3 separate regions of the Mus musculus genome follow, and all the other regions are linked to region 2. The links are chromatin contacts, called in public promoter capture Hi-C maps. All regions are on one chromosome and are shown on one strand. Each heading gives the region's core, a stretch centred on a gene start, on an enhancer-like site or on the middle of the called end of the contact. The rest is flanking DNA. Distances are from core to core; before and after follow the strand shown. Region 1 holds the start of Septin11 (septin 11). Region 2 holds the start of G3bp2 (GTPase activating protein (SH3 domain) binding protein 2). Region 3 holds the start of 2010109A12Rik (RIKEN cDNA 2010109A12 gene).

Region 1 (2,700 bases), core at 168-2,667, 1.0 Mb after region 2:
GGTTCCACCGCCAAGGGTGGAATTCACTCTAGGCAGCTTCTAGCTCCTCACTCACCTACCAGAGCAGCCCAGCATCAGATCAGCTACTGGTGAACCAGTGCTAGTCACTTACCCTCAGCCAAAGACTGGACAGAGAGCATCTGAATCCCGTAGCCAAAAGTGGGTTCCCAGAAACTTGGATGTTTGAAGTCTCAGGTATGACTCTCAGATGCCCGCCCTAGTTCTCCCCCCACGCCCCTGCCCCGTGGGCGCGTTCATGTGGGCTAAATACAGCCCTTCCCTTGCCTCTTCCCCTGCGCTTCAAGTCACCTACTTTCCTCAACTCACGTGAGTAGCTATCCTCACGTGATCGTGGGTCTACCATGCGTGGACACCCACAGCGCATTACACTTCTCCCTGTTAAGCCTATGTCAGATGTATGTACAAGGACCCCGCCATTTCGCCTGCCACTCAGACACTGTAATTATTCCAACATCTGCTGGGGGTGGGGGTGGGGGGAAGTCCTTCTTAGTGGTGGAGGAGCCCTCCCAGTTCCCTGTGCTGTGAGTCGCACCCACTTGTCACCCGCTTCTCGCCTTCGCTGTGCACCACACCCCGCAGCCAGGATTGAGCTTGCACGCCTCCGGGCCCTGGGTCATCCGGTCTGTCTCCGGGATCCAATATCACGTCCACTGACCTCTTCGCACCAGTAACCTCTCCAGTGTGACACGGTGGGAAAAGCTCTGGAGCAAGCTCACAAACGGCTTAATTTTTCCAGCGAGCACTCAAGTTTTTTTAATTAATTAATTAATTTCCCTGTCCCCAGCAGCGGTGGTTGGGTCGTTCACGACTAGGTCCTCTTTTTCTGGAAAAGCGGTCCCCAGCCCGGCCGCACACCACAGCGACGGCTTCCAGCAGCTGGTTTAGTCTCCTTTCTGATGGAAGGCCCAGCAGACCGGCAATTCTTTCCTCGTGGGGCGCGCTCGGCCCTAGTAAGTTACCCACCGCACCTTCTAAGAGGGCTCCTCCGGGTGGGGCGTGTCACCAGGTCAATTTTCCAGAGGTACAACCTCTGCACCCTGCGGTCCCCTAGCCTCCCTGCCCCACCCCATAGCAGCCCCAGGTGCCGGCTCCGCGCAGCGCGTGGCAGCTCGGGGTTGGGACCTCCGCGCCTAGGCTTTTACGCGGACCCCAGCACGTGTTGCAACAGGGGGAGTGTCGGGCAGTGTCCCGGCACAGGACGCTTTAATGGGACGGAAGAAAGCCACAGGAAGGAAGGTGGCTGACTTCAAAGCGTATCATCTTATCAGCTGACCAGGATCACGGTTCACCTGCTGCGTTCGTCTGCTCGGCTGGGGCTGGGGATCTCTCTGCACCCCCGTCCCGGGGCAGCTAATGGTCGAGTCCAGGCGGGAGGCCATGTTGCTGGAATAAAGCGGGCGGGGCGGCGCGGGCGAGCAGATGCGGCTGGAGGCGCGCGGGAGCCGGGCGCGAGCAGGGCGCAGCCGCGAGGGAGGCGCGGGGGAGGCCAGCGGGAGCCGGAGCACCAGCAGCAGCCAGTGTCGGTAAAGAGCAGCCAGAGCCACAGTCGCGATGGCCGTGGCGGTGGGGAGACCGAGTGTGAGTACTGGGGCCTCACTTCTCTAGCGTGCTGATCCCGGGGCGCCGGGTGGTCTCCGCTTCGGGGCGCGTGCGGGTGGAGACTTGCGGGGATCAGGAGGGGGGCTCTGGGTGGTGGCTGTTGGGGGCTGTGGGTGTGTGCATGAATTTGGGCGCGCGTCTGGGGCGGAGGGGAGCTTGGGGAGCCCGCAGGCTCAGAGCCTACCTGATGCAACATTAGATCGCTTTGGCGCGCCCCTGTTTCGGGGATGTGGGAAGAAAAGGACCCTTCTGTGAGGCGCCCTTAGAAGAGATTGCTTGAGCTGCTGCTTTCCCCAGCTACCTCTCTCTCACGGCGCACAAGGCTTAGCTGGTGACAGAGGAGGAAGGCGCTGACTGAGGAGGGTTTCCTCGCGGTTCTCTCGCGCCCTGGGGGCGATCCGGGCATGAGAATTGGGTGCTGAAGCGCTGTGTCACACGGCCGTAGAAGCGGGTCAAAGGGGTGGGATTTCCGTGGTGGTTTACTCCCCCCCCCCCCGGGTGCATTGTGAAATTCCGGACACCCTCAGGCGCCCACCCGGGTGACCCGGGCCCTGCCCAGGATGTGGACAAAGCCCTAGGCACACACACACACACACACACACAAAGTTTTCAAAGGGCTCCCTTTCGGGGTGGGTGGAAGTCCTGAAATACTCTGCGGCTGGCAGGCCGGGGGCGGCAGTAGTGAATACGGGGCTCCGGGAAGAGGAAGGGAGGGTGCGTGCCTGGAGAAGTGTCCCAGCACCCGAAGTCAGAGAGGGGATGCTCTGGGCTGGGGTACGCGCCACGGGCTGTGCCTCTGGGAGTGTAGGCTCTGGGTTTCCAACTCCGGCAGCCAGCTAGAGCGAGTAGGACTTTGAGGATGTAGTTTAGGGTCTGCTCTCTAGCCTAGGGTGAAAAGGAGGGAAGGGGCGGTGGCGGCAGTGGCCGCCTTTCCTTTTTATTGAAAGGAGCCAAGCCCAGTGGGAAAGGCGGAGTCCTCTTCTCTCGGGTTTTCTTTGTCAACGTTCATTGCCCACTTTTGCCTGGTCTGCCCTGGGGGCGACTCCGGGGGAGTCCTTCCCTGGCTAGTACCCCATCTTT
Region 2 (2,842 bases), core at 236-2,735:
TTCGCTAAATCAAGTGTTTACTCAAAGTTTGGTTCACATGCCTAGGGCTACAATAACTGCCAAATATGGAATTGGGACAAGAAATTACTATCCTCACTTAGAATTAGTGCATCCTTTTAAACTGCAGCTAATGGTTCCCCTGCCTAGGTACTTGGAACAAGCGAGGTATAGTGTCTAGAATCTAAAAACCAGAAACCTTAAGCTAATCAACTGCACAACAATCACACCCGGAGAGAAGGGGGCAATTTTCCTTGATTCAGATTTGCTGCACGTGTTTTGTTTTTAAGAAGCAAAAGGCATCTCCTCAATGTTTTTTGTGCTTTGGTTTAAAACTAGTTATATCTTGGGAGTAGAAATTGTGAACACGACCCTACAGCCCCCCCCCCCCCCCAAAGCACCACAGGGGTACCTAAATAAATCTGCCCTTAGAGACGCAGGAAAACCTCAATCAGACTCCACTAACGAAATCCACACCATTTAGGGAAACTTACGTTCTTCTCCCCTTGTCCTACCCCAAAGAATAGCAGGGGGAGAAAAGCCCATTCCCAAAGCACTGAAACGTCCTTTTTATTCCTGGGTAACAGGAGAGATTGTCTGCAGAAAAAGGACGTAGGAGACGCACGTTACAGTCCCAGTATCCGAACACGTTCGGGATAATCCGGGGAGGGCGGGGGGAAACGCCGAGCACCCGGCAAGTGGAGCGGCGGCCACCTTCAACCCCGGATTCAGTTTCCGGGCACAGAAATGGTGCCCGGAGGCCGCTACTTTCGCATCTGCGTTGCTTCTGCCTCCGCCGACACGGCCTCCTTCCCCTCCCCCACGGGCGGGGCGACGACCGGGAACTAGGGCCGCCGGCGAGCGGAGGAACCAGGCGGGTGGGCTTCCTACCCTGAAACCGCCTCTGCAGGAGCCCACTGCCCCGCTTCGCGGCTTGGCGCCCGTTGGCGCGCTCTGGGAGCTGGCGGCGGACAGGGTACCCCCGGGCTGCTTCATCCTAGCAATCCCCAGCCCCACCTGTGCCCTCCTCTGCACCACGCGCGCAGGTCATCCTCCTCCCCACGCAGCCTTCCGCTCACCTTGCAGGAAAGGCTCGGCTCTGCACGCACGCACGCACTCTTGCTGGCGTAGGCAGCCGGCGAGAACAATGTTTCCGCCGCACCAACCCCGACACCAAGCGCACACACCGGACGGTTGCCGCGAGCCGCGGAGCGGAGGGAAATGTCCCCTGCCGACCACCACACCGACCGCCCCTCTCGGCCCCCGTACACACCTCCAACCAACAGCGGCGGCGGGCACGTCGCGCGGAGGTCAGTAGTGTCGCGGGATCGGCCGCAGCAGATTCTCCTCCCTCGAAGCAACCCGAGGCTTCGGAATCCGGAGAGCCGCGAGCTCGGGGCCCCTCACAGCCACCTCTTCCCGAGAGCCTAGAGCTGCAACGAGCTCCAAGAACACGGACGTCCCGCCCCCTTTGCCGCCGCCCCCTCTTATTGTTTTACCCCTGCGGAAAGGGCTAGGGAACCCCCCAGCACAGCGCCAGCCAATCAGGCATCAGTTTGGAGAGCTAGACCCAACCTTCTCGCGTCCCACTGCGGAGCACGCGCAGAACGGCGCCGCGCTCGCTCGCTCGCTCGCTCGGGCGTCCGGAAAGCCAGGGAACCGGAACCGGCCTAAAGTCGGGGCGAGAGCCCGCTGATTTGACGTCACAAGGAAGCTGCCTTTCTCTTGCAGTGATGCTGAAGCCTCCCTGTCCTCTCAGGTGGCGCGAACAAAAAAGATGGCTCGCCGCTAACCAGTGGCTTTTACAAACGGTTATTCCTGGAGCCTTTATTCGTGATAAGAGGGAGCAAATTTAGTAATGGTCCTGGTTGCTGCGTTATCGGAGCATTAAAATGCAGTTTTGAACTCTGCACAGTGAGCTCACCTGTATTGCTTAATTAGCCTGTTTTAGGAAATGGAGGTTTAAAAGTCTTTCTCATCAATGTCAAACAGCTAGTTTTAAATAAGGGTGCCGAGCTATGGAGTATGGGGAAAGTATGACATAGGCTGTATGGGCTTGGGGCTTTTGTATGGCCTTGGTGGCTTCATCCTTAAATGGAACTTACTGGAACAAAGGCTGAAAGGCTTAAAATTTAAAAAAGAAAAAAAAAGCCACTTATAAATCTATGCCACTGGGACTTAGTTATGGAAACAACACTGCTTCATGAACCTTGATTCATGGGGAAAAAAAAGCCTTTGTAGACCAAATGTTACTTTGCCACTAATAGCAATGTTTTCAATTTCAAGATAGCAGAAGAAACTGGGAATGAAGCTATGAAACGGTGAAAGGAACGGAAGGGCAATTGAGAGGAATAGAACACATTTTAATCAAGCAAAATGCAGGATTAAATACATCCTCAGTTTTCCCTCACAGTAGAGATTTCCTAGAAGAAGAAAAAAAAAAGGTTCACAAAAGGCAATGCTGATTGGTACTTGAGCCTCCAAAATCTACACTGGCATTATTTTGGATTGCTTAATAATTTTTATATGCAAAATATATAGGCAGACCATCATTTATTAAATGACTCTGAGATGGTTTTTCTTAATGCATTACTTCTGCAGATTACCTTTTAAGTACAGTGTTTATAGACCAGATACGCTACTGGTATTTTATAAAAGTCACTTATGTCTCACAAAAACCCACTTACGTAATTACCTATTTGAATGCACACTTTACAGATGAGGAAAGTGAGACTTACGAGACGGTTTACCCTAAGGACACGCTCGTATTACTCATCTCAGCCAGGCTCGGGGCTACATACCTCTAATCCCAGCACCTGGGAAGCAGAGGCAGGAAGATCACAAG
Region 3 (2,719 bases), core at 188-2,687, 1.1 Mb after region 2:
TAACCTAACCCTTTTTTTAACCCCTTTTAAGACAGGGTACATACATATATGTATGTGTGTGTATGTCTCCATCCCTAGCTGTCCAGAAAGTTTCTAGGTTTACCAGGCTGCTGTTCAAACACTCAATGGCTCTTCACTGACAAAGTGAAACGTAAGTATTTTACTTTGCTATTCTAAGACCTTCAGTTGATCCATTTACCTCGTTGATCTATTTACCTCACACTTTCCACGAATTTACTACACAATGTTCAACTTCTGCCTAAATGACCTGCGGTGGAGCAGGCTAACTCTGCAGAGAGCATTTAGCTCTTGCAAAATTCGGCATTTTTCTGTCCTTTATGATGCAACTCAGTTCCCTCACCTCTCTAGTTTCCTCCACCGGCCCAAGCCCTAGACGACGTTACACTCCCGCGCGCGGTGTGTGGGTGGCGGGGGGGGGGGGGGGTAGGGCAGAGGAAGATAACTATTGGCTTGACATTCACAATACTCTGCCCGGTAAATTATGTTCGGTGGTCACGAGGGATCGGTGGCTTCTGTGGGTGGGGGTGTGTCACCTTCTTTATTAGCACTGGCTCGCGGAGCCTGGAACTGGCACCCCAGTCGGTGACGGGCTGTGGCTACAAGTTACTTGGGGACCAAAAAAAAAAAAAAAAAAGAAAAAAAGGCCGGGCTCAAAGGAAACCCACGCAGCGCTGCCAGAGACGGCGAGGGGGTCCCCGAGGTGCCCAGGAAAGGTTCGCCGAGGGGACCGGTCCTCGGGGGAGCGGCGCGCGCCCCCGCGAGCTCCCACTCCAGCGGCGCGCACGGCGACCGCGCCGCGCCCCCGCCCTCACCTTCTTCTTCTCCTCCTCTTCCTCCTCCTCCTCCTCCCCGGCAGAGCTGTAGGCCTCACAGTGGTGACGCGGGGTCATCCGGGGGCCCGTTACCACCTCATGATCCTCGGCGCGCGGCAGCGGGGCGCGCGGGACCAGGGCCGGGCCGTCTGAGGAGGGAGAAGAGGGCAAACCGGGCCGGCGGGCGCGGGTACTCGGGCGGGACGCACGGCTGCGGCCGAGGGGTCACTCAGCGAACTAGTTCCATGATGACCCTGGGCCCGAGGCCGCCGCCGCCGGTCCCGCTCCTCCGACCGCCGCCGCTGGTGCCCGGGTGAGGAGGGGGCGCCCTCTCGCCATAGGGCGGCGGGGGCCGGGGAGAGGCGCGGGGTGAGGCCGGCTCTGCCCCTGCCCGAGGGAAACGCCTCCGAGGGGAAATGGTGGAAGGGGGGAAGGGGAAAAAAGAAAAGAAAAGGAAGGGGAAAGGGGGAGAAAATAAGAAAAAGCGAGACAGAGGCGCTGGCGCGTCCGCTCGCGGGGGAAGGCTGGGGAGGGAGGAGCGTACGAAAAAGCGCCGGCCGCCTAGCCCCGCCCTCGCGGACTGATTTCGGCCGCGCGTGTCTGTAAACAACGCCAGTGTTCTCGTCTCTTCCTGGCCACCTCCGGTGTCCCACGGACGCATAGGAGAGTTTGAACAAAGACGAACTTCCGTGTCTTATGGACGCACAGGAGAGTTTGAACAAAGACGAGCTTCCGGAGACGACCTGGGGAAGGCGCTGGGACTGGGATGAAAAGGGAAAGTGCATTTTGTGTGCACAAAGAGAAGGAAAGGTGCGCGGACTCTTTTTCCTCGGGCGCGCGGAAGAACCCCCGCCGCCTGTTCGGTGACGTAAGAGGCTTGTTAGCCGAGGAGGCGTGCAGTGGCCGGAGAGTGTGCTGCGCATGCGCCTCTGGAAAGAAAGGAGCCTAGCCTCAGGGAAGGGTTTCTGGGTGAGCGCCTGCGCCCAACCTAGAGTCTCCCAGTGTTTCCCAGCCCAACTTGTCCTTAGCCCTCCTGAACGAATTTATTAGACGTGGATGGAGATCTTTTGTGTAAAGATCACATTCTTTGTTGACCTTACGCAAAATTATGTTGTCCCGTTCCTATTAGTGAGTAAGGACATGCATCTTTTTAACCATCCTGTGGGTGATGGGAGACTGAAGCACTTTAGAATTAAGAAAATTAAGGGGATCATATCCTGCGTGCTTAAGGCTACTTGTAAAAACAGTGGATTAGACTACTGACGGCTTGGCTGTGCGCCAATGGAATTCTAGTCATGAGCCAGTATGTCTAGTATTTCAGGGTCCTGTTTATCACTAACTAGGTCCTTAACGAATGTGAACTAAATGTGTTTTATTTACTTGAGTACTTTTTACTCCAGTTGGTAAATTTTGCAAATCTTACAATGGTTCTACTTATGAAAAGAATGCAGATAGCTTTGGGAAGAAGGGGAGACCTGGAACTTAACCATTTACCTAGTCAAGCATTCATTTTACATCACTGGAAAAAAACAAAAACAAAAACAAAAAAAAAACCCGATCAGGTTTTTACAGAACTGGAATTAGCTTGAAAACAAAAGGCTCCTGTCTTCAAGGAGTTTGCAACTCAGGCACAGAGATACCCATTGATCACTGTATGAAATTACCCAAAAGACTGTTTTACTCTATAGCCATCCCCTCCCCATATGAACTCATGGATGGCCTGGATCTTGTATAGTTTGTTTTATACTGCATTTCTGTATGTGAAAGGCTCTCAGTATTTGATTTCTGACCTCATAAACAAGTGTCAGTAGCAGAAGGATTAAGATGGAAAATTTCAGACCAGTGTGGAAACGCCTTTAACCTGCTCTGGGCTCTCAGTAAAGGTT

What was found. Promoter capture Hi-C pulls out the DNA fragments that hold promoters and counts their contacts.
Region 1: a contact with region 2 is called in a promoter capture Hi-C map of pre-B cells. The contact joins the promoter of Septin11 here to the promoter of G3bp2 in region 2. A contact is called at or near these places in 2 of 39 promoter capture datasets (cranial neural crest and pre-B cells).
Region 3: a contact with region 2 is called in a promoter capture Hi-C map of pre-B cells. The contact joins the promoter of 2010109A12Rik here to the promoter of G3bp2 in region 2. A contact is called at or near these places in 2 of 39 promoter capture datasets (neutrophils and pre-B cells), 1 of 484 Hi-C or Micro-C datasets (CD4 T cells) and 1 of 115 datasets of contacts at active chromatin or transcription factors (thymic regulatory T cells).

What each region holds. Positions count from the first base shown.
Region 1 is chr5:93,091,999-93,094,698 of GRCm38.p6, forward strand. Septin11 (septin 11) reads left to right here and starts at 1,418. Exons shown (of 10, transcript NM_001009818.2): 1 at 1,418-1,599. The coding sequence starts at 1,573.
Region 2 is chr5:92,082,259-92,085,100 of GRCm38.p6, forward strand. G3bp2 (GTPase activating protein (SH3 domain) binding protein 2) reads right to left here and starts at 1,486. Exons shown (of 11, transcript NM_001080795.2): 1 at 1,271-1,486. It overlaps Gm46933, which reads left to right. Exons shown (of 2, transcript XM_017321256.1): 2 at 614-1,907. The coding sequence ends at 1,315.
Region 3 is chr5:93,205,081-93,207,799 of GRCm38.p6, forward strand. 2010109A12Rik (RIKEN cDNA 2010109A12 gene) reads left to right here and starts at 1,438. Exons shown (of 3, transcript NM_029363.1): 1 at 1,438-1,643. The coding sequence starts at 1,600. Ccni (cyclin I) reads right to left here and starts at 1,415. Exons shown (of 7, transcript NM_017367.3): 1 at 834-1,415.